Regions from separate parts of the Mus musculus genome. Here regions 1, 3, 4, 5 and 6 are each linked to region 2. Evidence: chromatin contacts called from public HiCAR-type and promoter capture Hi-C data. All regions are on one chromosome and are shown on one strand. Each heading gives the region's core, a stretch centred on a gene start, on an enhancer-like site or on the middle of the called end of the contact. The rest is flanking DNA. Distances are from core to core; before and after follow the strand shown. Region 1 holds the start of Thap8 (THAP domain containing 8). Region 2 holds the start of Hnrnpl (heterogeneous nuclear ribonucleoprotein L). Region 3 holds the start of Pld3 (phospholipase D family, member 3). Region 4 holds the start of Polr2i (polymerase (RNA) II (DNA directed) polypeptide I). Region 5 holds the start of Nfkbid (nuclear factor of kappa light polypeptide gene enhancer in B cells inhibitor, delta). Region 6 holds the start of Zfp568 (zinc finger protein 568).

The links. Promoter capture Hi-C pulls out the DNA fragments that hold promoters and counts their contacts. HiCAR-type assays count read pairs that join an accessible place to other places.
Region 1: a contact with region 2 is called in a promoter capture Hi-C map of liver, with 2.4 times the contacts expected there. The contact joins the promoter of Thap8 here to the promoter of Hnrnpl in region 2. A contact is called at or near these places in 4 of 39 promoter capture datasets (cranial neural crest, liver and pre-B cells).
Region 3: a promoter capture Hi-C map of pre-B cells shows a contact between it and region 2. The contact joins the promoter of Pld3 here to the promoter of Hnrnpl in region 2. A contact is called at or near these places in 1 of 39 promoter capture datasets (pre-B cells) and 1 of 115 datasets of contacts at active chromatin or transcription factors (large pre-B cells).
Region 4: a contact with region 2 is called in a promoter capture Hi-C map of liver, with 4 times the contacts expected there. The contact joins the promoter of Polr2i here to the promoter of Hnrnpl in region 2. A contact is called at or near these places in 5 of 39 promoter capture datasets (cranial neural crest, liver, maxillary cranial neural crest and 1 more), 1 of 484 Hi-C or Micro-C datasets (B cells), 1 of 115 datasets of contacts at active chromatin or transcription factors (pancreatic cancer cells) and 1 of 9 other capture datasets (adipose tissue).
Region 5: a contact with region 2 is called in a HiCAR-type map of Th17 cells, with 5 times the contacts expected there. The contact joins the promoter of Nfkbid here to the promoter of Hnrnpl in region 2. A contact is called at or near these places in 2 of 39 promoter capture datasets (embryonic stem cells and pre-B cells), 1 of 484 Hi-C or Micro-C datasets (B cells) and 1 of 115 datasets of contacts at active chromatin or transcription factors (Th17 cells).
Region 6: a contact with region 2 is called in a promoter capture Hi-C map of frontonasal cranial neural crest. The contact joins the promoter of Zfp568 here to the promoter of Hnrnpl in region 2. A contact is called at or near these places in 2 of 39 promoter capture datasets (frontonasal cranial neural crest and hippocampal neurons).

Annotation. Positions count from the first base shown.
Region 1 is chr7:30,278,801-30,281,721 of GRCm38.p6, reverse strand. It overlaps Thap8 (THAP domain containing 8), which reads right to left and starts at 1,628. Exons shown (of 3, transcript NR_144498.1): 1 at 1,242-1,628; 2 at 1,023-1,114. It overlaps Wdr62 (WD repeat domain 62), which reads left to right and starts at 1,312. Exons shown (of 33, transcript NM_146186.4): 1 at 1,312-1,566. The coding sequence starts at 1,390.
Region 2 is chr7:28,809,205-28,812,146 of GRCm38.p6, reverse strand. Hnrnpl (heterogeneous nuclear ribonucleoprotein L) reads right to left here and starts at 1,257. Exons shown (of 13, transcript NM_177301.5): 1 at 979-1,257. The coding sequence starts at 1,236.
Region 3 is chr7:27,551,636-27,554,675 of GRCm38.p6, reverse strand. It overlaps Pld3 (phospholipase D family, member 3), which reads left to right and starts at 1,458. Exons shown (of 14, transcript NM_011116.2): 1 at 1,458-1,678. 2310022A10Rik (RIKEN cDNA 2310022A10 gene) reads right to left here and starts at 1,386. Exons shown (of 10, transcript NM_175107.5): 1 at 1,323-1,386.
Region 4 is chr7:30,230,703-30,233,402 of GRCm38.p6, reverse strand. It overlaps Polr2i (polymerase (RNA) II (DNA directed) polypeptide I), which reads right to left and starts at 1,329. Exons shown (of 6, transcript NM_027259.1): 1 at 999-1,329; 2 at 867-921; 3 at 580-653; 4 at 422-496; 5 at 285-336; 6 at 16-118. The coding sequence starts at 1,057. The coding sequence ends at 56. Tbcb (tubulin folding cofactor B) reads left to right here and starts at 1,206. Exons shown (of 6, transcript NM_025548.4): 1 at 1,206-1,823; 2 at 2,134-2,277. The coding sequence starts at 1,710. Ovol3 (ovo like zinc finger 3) reads left to right here. Exons shown (of 4, transcript NM_001289817.1): 4 at 1-106.
Region 5 is chr7:30,421,831-30,424,760 of GRCm38.p6, reverse strand. It overlaps Nfkbid (nuclear factor of kappa light polypeptide gene enhancer in B cells inhibitor, delta), which reads right to left and starts at 1,486. Exons shown (of 11, transcript NM_172142.4): 1 at 1,258-1,486; 2 at 1,066-1,126; 3 at 310-521. The coding sequence starts at 315.
Region 6 is chr7:29,982,659-29,985,376 of GRCm38.p6, reverse strand. It overlaps Zfp568 (zinc finger protein 568), which reads right to left and starts at 1,422. Exons shown (of 10, transcript NM_001167872.1): 1 at 1,149-1,422; 2 at 51-117. It overlaps Gm31735 (a long non-coding RNA gene), which reads left to right and starts at 1,856. Exons shown (of 2, transcript XR_001778074.2): 1 at 1,856-1,944.

The DNA of each region.
Region 1 (2,921 bases), core at 379-2,878, 1.5 Mb before region 2:
AACTACTAAAAACTTAGGAGAAGGCCAACCACGCTGCAGCTCTCCCTGCACCTACTTATCAGATCATTATGCCTTTTCCCCCTATATAAACTGGCCCCGGAAATGTTTAGGGTTGTAGCTTACAGTTCCGAGTCTGGGTGATCAATCAGTTGGGTTTTTTTGTTGTTGCTGGTTTTTGTTTTTTGGGGGTTTTTTTTGGGTGGGGGGAGTTTCAATAAACCAGTCCTGTTTAACTGAGATCGGTTTTTAAGCGGTTTGTGCGACGCTTCCCAAACCCCAACAGACTTCTGGGCTAAAAATCAAACCCTTCCAACAAACATTTGATGGACAATAGTATGTGTTAGGCATTAGTCTAGCAACCTAGGAATAACAGGAAATGGGATAAAATTTGTTGGCTTCAGGGAGGGGCTGACATTCTAGTGGTGGGGACACCGTTGCATACCTCAACCTGTGATGCCCCAGAAAACCGTTTAAAGAGAAAAATAAGCCAAAAAATGAACAGGGAGAATGATGTGTGTGCACATCCCTCTCACCCCTTCCGCTCCCAAGGTAGCAATGAACTATCTACAGCTTCATAGCAGTAGCTCCCAAGACTCAAAGCTGGACCAACCCCGCCCCTCCCAGGGCCACGCCCCATGTTCGAATCTCCCAGGCCAATTGTCCCTGCCCAGGCGCCCCAAAGTGTTGGAGCCCTAATGTACTTATGTGTAGCTGTCCTACCCTGGCCAGTCCTGCCCAGTCAGCAATAACACTTGAGTCTGGGCCAAACCCTGTCCGGGTCCCCGAGCAATCCATCCGCCTCACGTCATCCCAGGGAAGAGCAACACTGCAACACGTGACAGGGGAAACTGAGGGCGCATGCGTACAAAATGTTCCTCGTGCTACCGCGGCTACGCCCCAATCACGGGATGGAGAGCAGCTGGCTACAATCTTCGCAATCCTAAACCTCACTATTTGTATAGGCAAGAGTAGGGCGGTGTTGTTCCCGACCCCAAGCCCACGGCTCTTTGGCTTCACCCTACCCCTATATCCATGAGACTGGTACAGCTTGAATAACTTCCCGGGACTGTTGCAAAAGACAGGATGAGCTCCATCAAAGTTAAAAGCTGTGTGTCTATGAACAGAGAAAGCACAGGTTAGTAGAGAAACCCAGCCAGACTCAGTAAGCAGTGAAATAGACAGGCCCTGGCCCCACCTTCCTTTAGCTCCGCCTCTTATCTCCCATTGGGCAATGAGCCTACCCGGAAGCTTTGTGATTGGCCAGCCGGGGTGCCGGCTGCGTCCAATGGGCGGTGGCGCCGGCTTTCCCGCGGCCATTCGCTATTCGAGTGGGTGCTGGCTACAGGCGGCTGTTAAGAAGCGTAACGGACACTGGTCTCCGACAGCATGATGGCTGCCTTAGCGGCCGGAGGTTATACGCGGAGTGACACGATAGAAAAGCTGTCCTCTGTCATGGCGGGAGTTCCGGCGCGGAGAAACCAGTCCTCCCCGCCTCCTGCCCCACCGCTCTGCCTCCGGCGGCGGACGCGACTCGCGGCGGCTCCCGAGGACACTGTGCAGAACCGGGTGAGAGGCTGGTCGTCCTGTTTACCCAACTCCGGGCTTCTCTGCCACCTTGGTCCCGCCTCGGGGCCTCGGTCCCTCCCATCGCTTCTTTATTTGCTCCCTCAGGCGGCTTCCCAGGCCCGCCTGGTCCGGAAGCCCCGCCCCCTTGGCAGAGGCTTTCCCCCTGCGTTCCTGCTGGCTTCAGGGTTTGGTGCTGCCCATCTTTCTGGCTCCACTTAGAGTTGGCACATTGCTTTATTTTAGTTCTAACTCCCGGGAAATGGTTTTGCATTTACAAATCATCTCTAATATCACTTTACTGTTCAGTGAGTGACCTAAGACACTTATCCCTTTCATTCCAGTGTGTCTTTGATTTTATTGGAATAGGGCTGGGGACCACTGCAGCCACCAGTGTGCTGTATCGGAGTCTGAGCGAGAGGCTGGCCTGTTGGCTCTTGCCACGCCTCCTCTGTAGCGCCTCGGGGTAAGGTGTGCTCTTCCAGGCCCCTATTTGGTTAACATTCCCCTGGTTTTGTTGTTGTTATATTGTTGTGGGTTTTGTTGTTGTTGTTATATTGTTGTGGTTTTTTTGTTTTTTGTTTTTGTTGTTTGTTTTTTCCTTTTGAGACAGGATTTCTTTGTGACTGAATTCATTCTGTAGACCAGCAGGCTGGCTGTGAGCTCTGAGATCTACCTTTCTGCCTCCGGAGTACTTGCCTGGCTTATTTGCGTAACATTTCTTGGTCTTCCTTCCTTTTTCTGTTCCTGATTTCTTTCCTGTTCCTTCACTAGAACTGATTTTTATCTACTTACGGCTTAAAATTATGGAGAATGTAAAAATCTTAGCACTGCTGCCTGGGGAGCAGGGTGTACAAAACAGTTCCACAAAATTTGAGTCACAGAAAGAAATGACTTTGGGTAGAAGGAATGCTATTAGTAAAACTTTTTTTTTTTTTTTTTTTGGTCAGGGTTTCTCCGTGTAGCCTTGGCTGACCTGGAACTGGCTGTGTAGACCAGACTGGCTGAGGTCAACTTTTGAGAGTTCATTCTCCCAGAGTCAGCTTTGGCCCCAAGGGCTTTTACCTACGGAGCTATTGGCTACTAGTCTAGAGGCAGTGGGACCTGGGAGAATGGAGTCATAAATGAGGCAAGCTAAAGTCTCCTGTAGTAGCCAACTTTAGTCTGAGCAGCAGACAGTTTGTACCCTGAGGGTTAAGAGGAGTCACAAGGACAAGTGACACACATGGCAAAAACATGTTTTTCCATCGAGACATATAAAGAAATAACAATACTTAGTGTAATGAATAATCTGAAATAGACTCACTCCTATCTCCTACACCTGGAGGGGCACAAAACCAGGAACAATTCAGTTCTGT
Region 2 (2,942 bases), core at 8-2,507:
TCCAAATCCTTGAGAAACCTAACACTGTAACAACAGGGAGAAGCTGATAAATGCATGAGCAGCAGCCTCATCAAGAGGGCACTGTTTGTTTGGCTTTTTGATAAGTCTCACAGCCTTGTCTGTCCTGGAATTAACTATGCATAAGAGGCTGGCCTCAAACCAAAGAGATTAAAGGCCTGTGACTCCGTGCCCACCGGAAGGACTTTAATAATAAACTTTTAAAAGGAATGCAAACTGCATCCTAACCCAGACACCATAATTGTGACCTTCAGAAGACTAAATAGGCTGAAAGACTCTATGCATAGCCACAGGACCATAATACAGTTTAGTTTATAAATGCCCCAATCCTGGAGCCCTAAGCAAATCGAGTGATAATTTCTAAGCTTGGCTCAATTCCCAAAGTTAAATCTGCCTTTCACAAATCGTCTTCCGTTTTTCAATGCACACAGTAAAAGAAGTTAAACAGTTTAATCTGGGCATTATAATTTTATAATTTCATCAAGTGAACTTCTATATGGAAACGACCATGATTAAAACTGCGACGGGGCGACTCGGTCAGGCCACCGCCCACCCGCTTCCCGCTCGCTGGCTGTGGTTGTAGAAACGCGCTTGCGCATAGGGACACGGAAAGAAGAGGAAAAAAAAAAAGATAAAGAAGTGAGGAGAAAAAAAAAAAACGGCCCGACCGCGTGCCTAGGCCCCCCACATGCCGGCCCGCGGCGCCTGCGCAGTGCGGTGCCTGCAGAGCCAGCCGCTTCCTCCGCCCCCTCAAGCCCCGCTTCGGATTGTGCGCACGCGCAAGCGCCTGTCCTCGCGCAAACCCCGCCGTTTGCCCAACGCCTGCCCCTCCCCCACCCACCAAAAAAGCGCGAGGGCTGCAGCGCCTGCGCAGAGATTTTTCCCCCCTGTGAAAAATAAATAGCTTTTTAAAGTACGAAATTTCCCCTTCCTTCCGGGAGTCTAAAGCCCCAGCCTCACCCCGCCGCCGCCGCCCGCCGCCCCGGAGCCTCCGCCGCCGCCGCCTCCGTGCTGGTCGCCGGCGTTTTCAGTCTTCAGCCGTTTAGGGGCTCGGCCTCCCTCGTTGCCGCCGCCGTAATAGCGACCACCGCCACCTCCGCCGCCCGCAGCCGCCATCTTCACCATCGCTCCCGCCCGCCTCAGCTGCTCGTCCGGCTGCTGCCTCTGCTCGAGCCGCCGACGCCGCTTCTCCGCCCGGGGCAGCAGCCTCCGCGACATGGCGGCGCAGAACCCGCCTCCCCCCGCCTCTCATTGGGGGAGGGACACGCCCGTCACTCGCCGCCCCCACCCGATAGGGGGAGCCACTGGCCCTATCTTGGGGGGAGGGGAAGTTTCCTCACGGTTCATTTCTATTGGATAGGACGCATGCCGTTCTATTGGAAAGACCGCCTCTGTTCGCCAATCGCACTCCTTATAGGTGAACGCTTCTTGCCAGTCATTCCGCCAGGCCCCACCTCCTTAAAATAAACTCTGATTTAATAGGCCAGATTTTTGGGATCGCTCCGCCTTCCCACAAACAGTAAATGGAAGTGGGCCTCCGAAGCTCCGCCTCCTTCCCGCTCTCATTGGTTTCCTAGCTAATCGGTCACTCTGAAATCCTTGCGTTTCCCAGTCACAACGACCATCTTCCCGCGCCACTCCGCTGGGATACAAGAAAGGCCTTCCCTTCTGTGTTCCTACAATTGTTCCCCCAGGTGCCCGTCTCGTACGTCAACACTCGATTGGTCAATGAAGAGTGGAAAGAATGCCCTATTGCCAGATGGTATAGGACGACTGATAGCTTCTGATTGGTGAAAAAGGAGAGCCCGTAGGCTCTCTGTGGCGCAATCTAGGAACCGGTCCCGAGAGAGCGCATGCGCTCCTGTACTTTTGGGGGGGGGGGGGGGCTTCAATAGAAGAGGTGACTTTAAGGGATACAACTACTCGAGTACCCGAACGGTCTTTCGCGCGTCTGTTGTTTGCAAGCTCCGGAAGTCTAGAGCAAGACAACAATTTGCAGCAGCTATAACCCATTAGAACGTTTACTTCACCTCTACCCTATCCTAAGCTGGAGGTTATTATTTTTAAAAGAACCTTCAAATCTGAGCACTTCTCACTAATAAAACACTCATTGATTGCCATGTGACTTTGGACCCTGGCAGGCACCGTCATTTCACTCTAAATTCAGTCATGGTGGTAGATCTTTATAGTTCAACTCGGTTCGCACTTGGCAACTGAGCACCCTGCGTCCTCCAGAGTGCTCTGTGGCTTAGACTCGCTACTTGGAGACTGCTCTGAAGCGATTGTCTCCTCCCAGGGTCCTGCGAAGCCCGAGAGCTGCAACGCCGACAAGTGCCCGCCGGGGAGCAAGCAGACAGGGAACGTACTGACGGAGGATCCGGATCCCGACCACAGACCCGTCCAGAGGCTTTATGGGGAAACTAGGGAGTCAAGAAGACTCTGGGATGTAGCTCAGCAATGGAACGCTTGCCTAGCACAGACAAGGCGCGTATCTACCCCCACCCCCACCACACGCACGCGCGCGCGCGCACACACACACACACACACACACACACGTCTTGAGACGGTGTAAGACTCACAGGCCGCTTCAAAACGTGCTGTGACACCTTTCCACCAGGTCATTCCCAAAGCGGATATCCGCTTGGTACTAAGTTTGAAATGTGAGTAAAGGCTCAGAGAACAGAACCCCGGGTGTTGGGATAAGTTTTAAGCATGGCGTAGTGGTTGCAAGCCTGTAATGCAGCGCTCTGGAGGCAGGATTGCCTTGAGTTCAGGGCTACCCTGGGATACAAAGGGATTCTCCTAATTAAAAAAGTTTGGAAGCGGTGGAGGCTGGTGAGGATATAAATGGATCTCCAGCCATTTCACTGGACACAGACACTCCAAAGAAGGCCCTCCCAACATGGGGTACGCCGCCAAGGCGT
Region 3 (3,040 bases), core at 209-2,708, 1.3 Mb after region 2:
CATCCCACTCGGAGAAAGAGAACTGACTCCCAAAACTTTTCCTAATCTCCACAGAAATGCATGGGCAGGTACATCAATGGGGAAAAAAATTAAAAACAAGTACCTCTGCTTTTCTCCTGGGGGGGGGGGGGGCGGCAGGTGGGGAGGGGCAGAGAGATAAGTAGGCTAAGTAGGTAAAGGCCACCAGGCCAAGCTATCCTCTGGTTTTACATACAGTGTAATAAAACATGTCATTTAAAATTAAAAAATATATATATTAGAGGGGTTAAAACAGCAAACTCAAAGTTCCTACAACTACGTCTGACAGGTATTCATTAAATCTGAACTAAACTAGTGACAGACTGGGACAGTTGTAGACCTAATGTAAGTTGCATGCAGATGTGAGGTGGAAACCAAGTATATAAGACTATTTAGCCACCCTGGCATGATAGCAGAGGCTTTTAATCCCAGCACTGGGTAGAGGGGCAGAGGCAGGCAGTTTATCTGTGAGTTCAAAGCCAACCTGGTCTATGTAGTGAGTTCCACGACAGAAAGAGCTACAAACAGAGACCCAGCTTCAAAAATAATAAATAAGTAAATAAACAAACAAACACACAAACAAAACAACTTTTCAAGTATCTTTCATTTACTGCCCACAAATGAAGAGGAATGTTCTATTTCTATTGTATTTCAAGTTAAGGTTCCCTTCTCCTGGCTAGGATAACAATGCAAAATGCCCCCTTTTAAATTGAGGAACATGCATTAGTCATTATTTTAAATCGCTATTTCAGGACTCAGGAAAGAGGCAAACAATCTTCTTGACTGTTGTTTTGCTTCCTTTGGGCTTCCCTCCTCTATGTTGTTAGAACTCTCAGCTACAATCCCGATCCACCGAGCTGTTGGTATGCCAAAGACATTCATCAGGATCCACACGACGAACATAGGAGCCTGAGATTATCGGTTTTCACTAAACAGAGAAAACTTGGGCTCAGAAAGGTAATGACACAGGCCCAGTTCTTGCAAAGGGAAGCTGGGATTAGAACCCAAACCCGCTGGCCTGCTAGCTCGGGCAGCTCCCGCGCGGGTACCCATCATCAGTGCTAACGAGGATGGAAGAGTAACATGGAGAGCTCTGAGAGCAGAACGGGTGTGCACGACCTGACGTCCCATTACACGGGTTCTACGGTCAGCTTCTGGGCCCCCATTGTACAGAAGAGGAAACTGAGGCTCAGAAAGAGAAATCATTTATCTGATCGTACAGTATGGGCTGCGCGGGAAGTCCAGACCCCCGGCCACCCCGTATCTCCATCCCTAACCTCCTCCGTCCCAGTCCCGCACCTCACCTGGCACTCTGGGGCCCGCACCCCCACGAGGCGCCCGCCCGCCCTCCGGGTCGCGCCAACTGTCAGACACTCCTCCCTCGGCCTGGGCCGCCCGCCCCGGAAGTCCTGCCCTTGATACCGGAAGCCAGACTGCACCTTCCACCAGCCGCTCTAGCCCTCCTAGCCTCCAACCAGCAAGAGAGTGTGGGGCGGCGACCATCACATGACAACACAGAGCCTCGGTCGCGAAGAACGCCGCCAATCAGAAAGGATCAAGTCTAGCCCCCACCCTGCCCGCAGTCTAGCGCGACTGCGCCTGCGCACAGGTGGGCGGGAAGGCGGGGCTAGGTTCTGGAGTAGAAGACTCTGACGTGCAGGTACTGTGCGATCTGGTGCGCGACACCTTGGCTGCCCTCCCTGTGTCACCCTCTCGTCTATAATGCATCTCTTCTATATCGTCCTTGGCCCACTTAGGTGCCCTCATCCCTTCTCTTAAATCATACCCCACTTAAATCGTCACCACCCCTCCCCTTCTGACGCCATGACCTCTCTCACATCGCCCCCTCCTTTAAGAAGTAATTTTTGTTTTTTTGTTTGTTTACAATTAATTGAGTATCTGTGACTGCATTTACCCGAGGAGATCAGAAGATGTCTAATTCCCTGGATTTGTAGTTACGAATGGTTGTGAGCCATCCCATGTGAATGCTGGGTTTTCTAGTTCAGGTCCTTTGGAAGAGCAACAAGTGCTTTTAACTGCTGCACCATCTCTTCAGCACAAACATTGTCCTTTTTATTCATTTTCATTCCCCTTAAGCCCTGATTGGCCTTATATGCTCAGTTTTCTCTTTTTATGTGACAGGGTCTCCTTGTAACCTCAAAGTATGTCAGCTCAGACACGCCCCTGCTGTCCCCAGTGCTCCGCTGGTCACTCTTCCATCTTTGTTAGCACTGGGTACCTGTGCGGGAGATTAGCATTCAGTCACCAGTGCAACTCAGGCTGGCCTTGAATTTTAGATCCAATTGCTCAGCCTCCTGAGTGTGGGGATTGCAAGCACTGATGAGCCGGTCTCTCTGTCATCATTGTCTTAGTCACCCACACATCTCCTTCATGAAACCCCCATTTCCCCTAAATCTCTTCATACCAGTTATTCTTGTACTTCCTGTTTCCATCTCCCCTTAGATTACCCTCAAATCGCCCTGGTGTCTCCATCTCTCCACTAACACATCTGTATTCAGCATTACCCACAAGGAGCCACCCAGCCTTATAGCTTTCCCTCCTCTGTGGGTACACGTTTCACATATTTCCATGGTGTGGGATATTATATGGTATTCTATGGTATCCCAGGGTCCCAGCTTCACCCCTAAACCTGTGGGAAACCCAGGCCACCAAACCATGCCTCTCCAATTCCTGCTTTCCCATTTGTAAAATGCACAGTAGCCAACAGGTTTGTGTGTCTGTAAACCCAATGTCCAGGAGCTAAAGCAGGAGGATCTCTACCTCAGCCTCTGATACATTACAAGTTCAAGGCCAACCTGAGCTACACGAAACTGTCAAACAACAACAAAAGCGCATGGGGACACTACCAGGAAAATGTGAATTCTGAGCGTTTGTTCATTTGTTGGCTGAGCCTTGTGTAGCTTAGGCAGGCTTTGAATTCCATATGTAGCCATATGTGGTCTTGAATTCCTGATCCTCTTACCTCTGCCTATAGGTGTTTGTAAAAATGAATTATTATGTT
Region 4 (2,700 bases), core at 80-2,579, 1.4 Mb before region 2:
CACGGGAAACACTAGTGTAGAAACTGGCATTTATTACAGGTGGAAGAAGGAACGATCACTCAGTCCAGCGGTGGCCGCAGTGTGGGGCAGTGCAAACATAGTACAGGCGCATGGCGTCCTAGCAATAAGAACGTTCAGTCAGGGTCTGGACCCAGAGGATAGTGTGAGGACCAAAAGAAACGATCAAAGAAACTTTCCCAATCTTGATTTGAGTAAACAGGATCAACCCAAAACTGGCGTGTCCCCCCCACCCCTACCCCCCCAAGCACCCAGCCGCCACTCACCTCAGCTCGGGCACTGTGTGACTGAAAGAACACTGCCTCCTTGTGGCCACACCTGAGGGAATGGTTCAGTTACTAAACCGCGAAAGACCTCTCTGTGCACAGCCACTCCTCTTTCCCTATGCCAGCTGCGTACTCACTTCTGGCACGGGTGGTCCTCCGTCCGGGGCAACGTGGGGTCCTGGGACACGTCTGCGATGATCTGGGTCAGCTCGCTGCAGGCATAGGGAAGTAATTAGCGGTCAGGCCGGGTGTCCTAAGAGGTGACCCGTGCCCCAAGCGAGGTCCCGCCACTCACTCCACTTCGTGCGTGATTTTGTTGACGTAGATGCAGCTGTTGTCGGCTTCCTGCTGGTAATCGCAATTCCGGCACTGCAGACGGGAGAGCATGTGGGAGGAGTGTCACAAACAGATCAGATCTCCAACAAGACTGGACAGGAAGGCAGGGTGTTCCCAAGGAGGGCATGGACAACATGGGAGAGAGGGTGTGCTGAGGGGTAGTCAAGAGGCGAAAGCGTGGGGGAGCCAGCAGGGAGCGCGCAGGGAAGGCGTGAACCCGCGGGCGAGAGGGTTGCCGGTACTCACCGCGTACAGCAGAATGCGATTTTCCTTGTCCTCCTTGGGGTACAGCATGTTATTACTGTGGGGAGGGGAGGTCAGAGGTCAGCCCTGGAGCCAGTCCTCACTGCCTTCCCACACCTACTGCCCGGGCCTCACCATTCCTGGCAGAACCGAATACCCACGAAGCCAGGCTCGTACGTCCCGTCGGGTTCCATAGCGACTGGGCTGCTGAGCCTTCTGCGCTTGCGCGGGCGCGCTACGGAACGCGGGAAGGGTCGCACACCGAAGCTGCACCAAACTAGGGCGATGCTGCGCGCATGCGCGGGTTCCTTATTTTTTTATTTTTTTTATTTTTTTTTTTATGGATGTCTGGCTGACGGCTTGCGTCGATCCTTTGATACCCTCTGCTACTCACTCCCGATTTCGGAACCTGCTTCCCAACTCCGAGTGGAATGGATCTAGGACAAGGGCTGGGACTATGATGCGCGATGTCATCCGCAAGGCGCTGAGCGTGAACGAGAGAATCCGCTGCTCTCTTCTTGGCCCAAGGCCAGTGCACATGCGCCGAACTTACACTCGGCGGACCGGGACAACTCCAGCCATTCTTCCCGGCTTCGGCCTCCTCCCGCCCTCCTCTCCTGCTTCCCGTGCACGGAAGGCCTCTCGGGATTGGTTGGACGTACCCGAGAATCCGCCTGTCCGTGGAGAAAGAACAGCAGCGATTGGCTGGCCATGTTAGGTGGAGAACTTGCATTGGTCAGCTCCAGAACAAGGGGCGGGACCTATATCCCAGAAGCAGCGGCGGCCACTGCGGAGCCGGTGTGAGACGGCTGAACCGCACCGCGGGCCACTCCGGGGCGCAGCGAGATGGAGGTGACGGGGATATCGGCGCCCACCGTGATGGTTTTCATCAGCAGCTCCCTCAACAGCTTCCGTTCGGAGAAGCGATACAGTCGTAGCCTCACCATCGCAGAGTTCAAGGTGTGGCCGTGGGGGCGGGGTCCGGAGGGGCGGGGCAAAGAAAAGGGAGTAGGGGGCTGAAAACTAGTGGGCGAACCTGGAGGGAAGGTTGCAGAGACTGACAGCCAGCCTCCCAGGCCTGGGAGCCCCGGAGAACAGAGTCCACCGAGTAGGGGCAGGACCCGGGAAAAATCAGACACTCCAGAGAGCCGAGGGGGCGGGTCCAGAAGGAACTGGTCCAAGGTGGGTCTTTTTGGAACTTGTTTGTTGATCAAAGTCTGAAGATGAGGCCTCTGACAGCCTTTCTCCTCATCTTGCCTCTTTACTGCAGTGTAAACTGGAGCTGGTGGTGGGCAGCCCTGCTTCCTGCATGGAACTGGAGCTATATGGAGCAGACGACAAGTTCTACAGCAAGTTGGATCAGGAGGATGCACTGCTGGGCTCCTATCCTGTGGATGACGGCTGTCGCATCCATGTGAGGACACCCTTTCCCGGGACCCGCCCCACATTCATTCACTAATTTATTTCTTCAACAAATACCATGTTTTGCCCAGTGTGATAACCAGTATAGGCTCTAGCCACATGGAAGCCCCAGTTCAGCCTGGTCAGAAGCAGACATTCAGTAGACAGTGACAAACCAGAGTTGTCTGAACTGGCTTAGGGGGAGGGAGCTCACGGGAAATTCATCAGAGGTACCAGGCTTTACCTGGGGATATCTGAAGAGGCTTCCTTGAGGAATGGGTATTTGAGCTGATATCTAGAGAATGTTCCATGGAGAGGACAAAAGTATAACACTGTAAAGAACTGAGGTGAGCCATCAAGTTCTGGCCCGATTGAGAGCAGCAAGAACACAGAAGGCCTCTGTGTGTATCAGCTCACATCATTCTGCCCTCAGCCT
Region 5 (2,930 bases), core at 237-2,736, 1.6 Mb before region 2:
CCATCCCTACCTCATGGAGACTGAACCCCATGGCCTCACACATGTGAGGAAAGAGCTGGACCACAGAGCAAAACTCCCAATAGTCTTTCTGTTTTCCACTTATTTTTTCCCTTTATTTAGGAAAAAAAAAAAAAAGGTCCTATTATTGTGGCTAGGGCAATCTAGAACTCATTCTGTAGCCCAGGTAGGTCTTGATCCTTCTACCTCTGCCTCCGGAGTAGCTGGGATGACAAGCCTGCGCCACTAGGCTCAGCACCACTGAGAAGTTTTTAGGGGCCCTTAAGCATCTGTCCCCACCCTATAGTTTACCTCCATCACCAGGGGAAATGGGCCTGACCGGCCTGGGTCTGACGGAGGGTAGAAATCAGGAGTCAGGAAGCCTTCAGAAGCAGAGAATGGGAAAGAGCCCTCTGTATAGGTAGCATGGATGCTAGGGTCCCAGTCTGCAAAGCCTGAAGGGGGAGCCAGGTTGCCAGGTCCGGAATCCACAGTCTCTTGGAAGGCAGGGAAATGAGTATGGCCTGAAACAGAGAGGGTGGTCAGAACCAGCCTGTTATTACAGCCTGGAGACATGGCCAGGGAAGGTAAACCTGGAGTCTCCAGAGGTCCTGAGACACTGAGGAGCTGGGTCCTCCAGTCCTGGGGCATCAGCAAGCTGCGATGCCAGGCCTACTGGATCTCAAGCAACTGGGATCTGAAGTCCTGGAGTCTTAAACCCTGGATGCTTGAAGGACACTATTCATGGACTACTGGGCTACTGAAAACCAACGTCAAATTCCAGGGGTTTTGGTTATAAGACAAGGTGTCTTAGATAGCTCTAGGTGGCCTGGAACTTGCTAGTAAAAAAAAAAAACCACATGACCTCAAACCCAATGGCAATCCGCCCCCCCTCAACTCCGGAGTACTGGGAATATAGACATGTGCAACGATGGCAGGCTGGTCATCAAAATTTCCCATATGGCTCAAGAATAATGAGAGCTGCCTGACTCCTCGGTCCCCAAAGGTCTAAGAGCTGGGATGCCTGAGTCTAAGAGAAGCTGGGCTAGGAGCTAACTTTATTCTTACCTGGCTCTGCCTCATTCACAGATGGAGTCAGTGGCTGGACCAGAGGAGGGGAGAAGTGTCCCTGCAATGTAAAGGAAATGAATTTATGAATCTGGAAGATTCTTCCAGGTCTGTCCCCCACCTGCAGAGCCTCAGAGTCAGGACTACAACTCCCATCTCCCCCAGCGCACATGGCGACTTCCAGAGACTCACCGGCACCCCAGCAGCCTCTGGCTGCTGCTGTCGGCGCCTCTGTTCTTCCAGAAGCTTCTTTACCGTCTGTGTTGGGCAGTGACTACGCTCAGGCCGACTCACTGTGTGTGGGAAGACAGAAGGAAGTCATCAGGAATGTTTAAGTCACCCGAATGCAGCCTCGGTGGCAGCGGTGGGTGGCTGGGAGTGCATGTGGGCGCCCTCCTTTCCTTCGAGCGAGCTGGAGAACTACAAAGCCAACAGAAGATGTTGAGTGCAGGGCCCCGCCTCCGCCATTTCCTTCCTTTTCCTCCACGCTTTTCCTCCGCACCAACTTTCCACCACCGTAGTGGAAACTGAGGAAGTGGGGAGGCTAGCACTTCTCTGAAGCATCTATCTTCTCCGGAGACACCGGGCTCCTCGGAAGCACCACCACATCCGTTAAAAATCCCAACCTAGGCGACCAGGTCCTAACACTAGGAGTGGAGGACTGGGGTTTGCTAATCTCAACTTCCCGAAAAGGCATTTCCAGGTTCCCAATATCTCTGTTTTAACTAGGAGTAGAGGCACACCCCTGCAATCCCAGCGAGGTGGTGGCAGAGGGTCAGGTGTTAAGGCCAGACTCATCTATAAACGAAGTGAGAGGCCAACCTGGACTACCTGAGACCTCTGTCTCAAAACAACAACAAAATGTTTCTCTGTTCTAGAATCTGACATGTGGGGCTGGGCGCAAGGCTGGGTGGATGGTAGAACGTAAGCCCAGAGTCCTCAGCACAGGAAAGGGTGAGTTGCTCCTCTCCAAGTCTTGGGATCACCACTCTTGCTCTAGCCTCTCTGCCAGGATCCACCAAATCAGTAGCGGTGTAGTTCCTCAATGATCCAGGGATCTGGAGTCGCAAAGCTCCCGCCCCCACCTCGGCAAACTTGGGAATAGCAGGGACCAACCATCCCGGAGATGCCCCTGTATCCCATTGGCACAATCCATTCACCCAGAACCCAAGAGTACAGACCCTCAGTCTCCTCTGAGACCTGAAAATCCGGTTCCCTCGACCCAAGAAGAGCAAATCCCCAGCCCAGACTTCCCAGCTCAGACTCCAGCGCGAGAAGGGTTAAAGTCAGCCGAGGACTGACTCGGAAACCCTCGAGACGAGACGCCGCGCGCTGACGTCACGGCGCTAACGCAAGGGAATCTTCCACCTCCCAGTTCCGCTCCGCACGCGCGCGCCGCAGGTGTCTGGCTCGGAGGCGGGGCACGCAGCGAAGCGCGGCGCCCGTGGAATCCCCGCGCACGGGGAATTCCTGTTCGGCCCGGGCACCCTGCACCAGTGGTGCTCTGGGAAGTCCCAGGGCGGGGCTGCTCTCTACCAGAGTGGACTCCTGAGGTCCAGCGCCCGACCTTCGAGGCCCAAACCTGCGTCCATAACCGCAATTTCAAGGATGCAATGCAGCCCCTCCTTGGGTGAAGGAGTCCGGGTCACTTCGTCCTCTTAGAGAACCCCCGGTATCAGGCCTCTCAGTCCTTGCACCCCAACTCCCAAGGATGTCCAACACTCCCAAGGACTCAGAAGTCCAGGATCCCAGCCTCTCCTCTTCAACGTCCAGAATCAATTCTCAGGGCCCAGCTTTACGCTCCAGCCAACCTTCAAAGCATCCAGAAAGGCGCGTTCCTCGCTTTACCCCCAGCTCTTACCTCG
Region 6 (2,718 bases), core at 173-2,672, 1.2 Mb before region 2:
AATAAAAACGTGTTTTCAGTAGTATGATAATACAGCAGAATTAAACTCACCTATTAACAGTCAGGCCAGACAAATGAGTTTAAAAAACACTCAGCTGATATGTTGCTCATGAGAAACCTGAAACATAAAGACAAAGGGTTTGGAATATAAAATTTGTGACAAATGTAATTTGAGAGAGAGAGAGCTAGTGAGCAAGCTAGAGAGCAGAGCTAGAGAGTGCACACAAGAGAGTGCAAACAAGAGCACACTATCATCAAAGAGCACTTGCACTAAACGGTAACACCCAGTATAAAAGTATTTCTAGAGATTTCTTAATGTGGCAAATAGTTATTTTAATAGACTACAAGCTTACCCACACAACTTTTCTTTGGCTAAATATGGACACATTTGAAGCAGAGGTTTTTTAGAGTCTTTGCATGATCTCCCCTGTGCTCCCATAATCCACCGTGAAAAGAAAATATGTTTGGAATCAGTTCTTTTTAACTTGAGCACCAGAAAACAACAAACAGAGAGCAGATCTGAATTTCAACCAAATACAGCCTGGATCAGCTAAATGCAATGAATCTGCTAACAACGTGAACTGAAGGAATCCCAGTTGGTTTGCTATTGAGCTTAGGAATTTTTTTCAGCCATTATTAAACTAACTTCAGGGCTGGGAATGTAGCTCATTGGTACAGTTTTTGCCTGGTGTGATTGAAGCGTTAGATTTAAATTCAACACTACAAAGGTAAAAGAAAGAAAGAAGAGAAAAGAAAAGAAAAGAAAAGAAAAGAAAAGAAAAAGAAAAAAAGAAAAAGGAAAAGGAAAGGAGAGAAAAGAAAAGATTTTTTTAAAAATTAAATAAGCCAAGCAAGCCATTAGGTAATAATAGAAAGAAAAACTGAAAAAAGTTAGAGAAGAAAGTGTTGAAAGGGCGGCAATGAGGAGGGGGAAATCATTAGAAAGTACAGATTTTTTTTCCCCGTAGTTACGAGTTACGCCAAATGCTACACACCTAAGAACTCCGCGGTACAATTGCACACGCCACGCCATCCCCACACTCACCACACCCTTACTCAACCCCTTACCACCAAACATGGCCACGACAGGACACTCGCTCTCGCACAACCACACCCCCTCCAAATCTCCAGAGTAGCACAAACTCTTACCAGGTTTTTGGTTGCAGCTCCGAACAGGCTTGAGTCCCGCCTTCTGGCCCGGAGCTCTCCGCAAAGCTGTGACCCGGGATACTCCGAGCCCCCCGAGAGCCCGCGCCCAGCCCGAAGCCCACGGCCGGCGCAAACCGGACCACCCGTGCCTCTCCCGTGGAGAGGTCCCCGCAGCGCCACCAGCCAAAACCTCCCGAGACGCAACCTCAGAGACGCGGCATGCGGGCCACGCACGGCCAGCCCCTCCACTCGGGCGGCAGCGCGCGCCCGTTATGTCCCAGAGCACAGGTGCTCCCAGAAGGACCCGCGGCCCGACCCAACTTCCGGTCAGAGCTCGGCTGGCGTTTCCTGTGCTAGGGACAGGAGTCATGGCCGAAGGCGCCGAGGTGGCTGAGCCCATTAGCGCGGCGAGACGGTGACGCCGCCGGCGAAGCAGCGCTGGACGTGAGCAGCTGCGGGGACGGTCTTTTCCGGAACAACCAGAGGAGGCGCTGGGGGCGCTAGGTGGCTGTCCCTTTGTGGACTACATTTCCCAGAAAGGCTAGTGGCCTGTCCAGCCTCTCGGCAGGAGCCTTGCGACTGGGCGGACGCAGTGCCCTGGAATAGTTTTTGTGGTTGTTTGTAATACATTCTGATAGCTTTTCTATGAGGACATGAAATGTCTGGTCGTTGTGGAGTTGTGGCTTAAGTGTAAGACTGTGCCTACCTCTATGTGGCATCTTGCATGTAACCATGGGGCTCCTGTCACCCGAGTGGTTGTGACTTCAGAACTCTGCTCCTGGGAACAATCTCTGAGGTGAGGTTTAGATTCGCAAATTGGTCAGGGTGCCAGTTCTCTCCTAATCTCCATTCTCTACGCAGGATGGATAATGGGGACAAGGCTGGTAATGATCTCTGGCCTGGCCAAGAAAGACCTGGAGGGTCACAATTTTTTTATGTCTACTCCCAGTTTTACCCATTGCCAGGTCAGTTACCCAAAAGAGGCAAAGAATGCACTACAAACCACAAAGAGCCGGGCTTTCCTTTGTGCCGAGCCCAGAGTGATCCCAGGTATTGGACGGCCGCCCCCATCTTACTGCATGCCCGCAAGCCTTACTTTCTTTCAAGCTGCAGTAAAACCACCAGGCCTGGGCGAGCTCCCTAAAGGCTGAGATAAGACCTCTGTCTTAGAATAGCCTTGAGCCTGAATGAACATCCTCCTACCTGCCACACCCTGGGCTCCAGAACTAACCCTCAATTTACAAATTCCTTCTTTATTGTTCCCTGAACCTCTGCTCCTGCCTTTATGCTTCAAAAGGAGAAAGGAGACTGCTCTCTCCCTTTGTCAAAGGTCGAAGCTGACTTGTGACCCTAACCAGTTAGAAGTGTTTTCCCGGGGGGGGGGGGGGGGGGGAGGGAACGGGACGGGGGGAGGGTATAAAGTTTACTTGTGGTTTATTTCCGACTTTCTTGGTCCTTTCCTCATTATTTGCACACCCCATGACCCCAACATCTGAATGCCTCTGGAAGTACTTGCTTAATGACGACTTGTCATTTGAAAATAGATCCCTATATTGTCTCCATTGGAGAA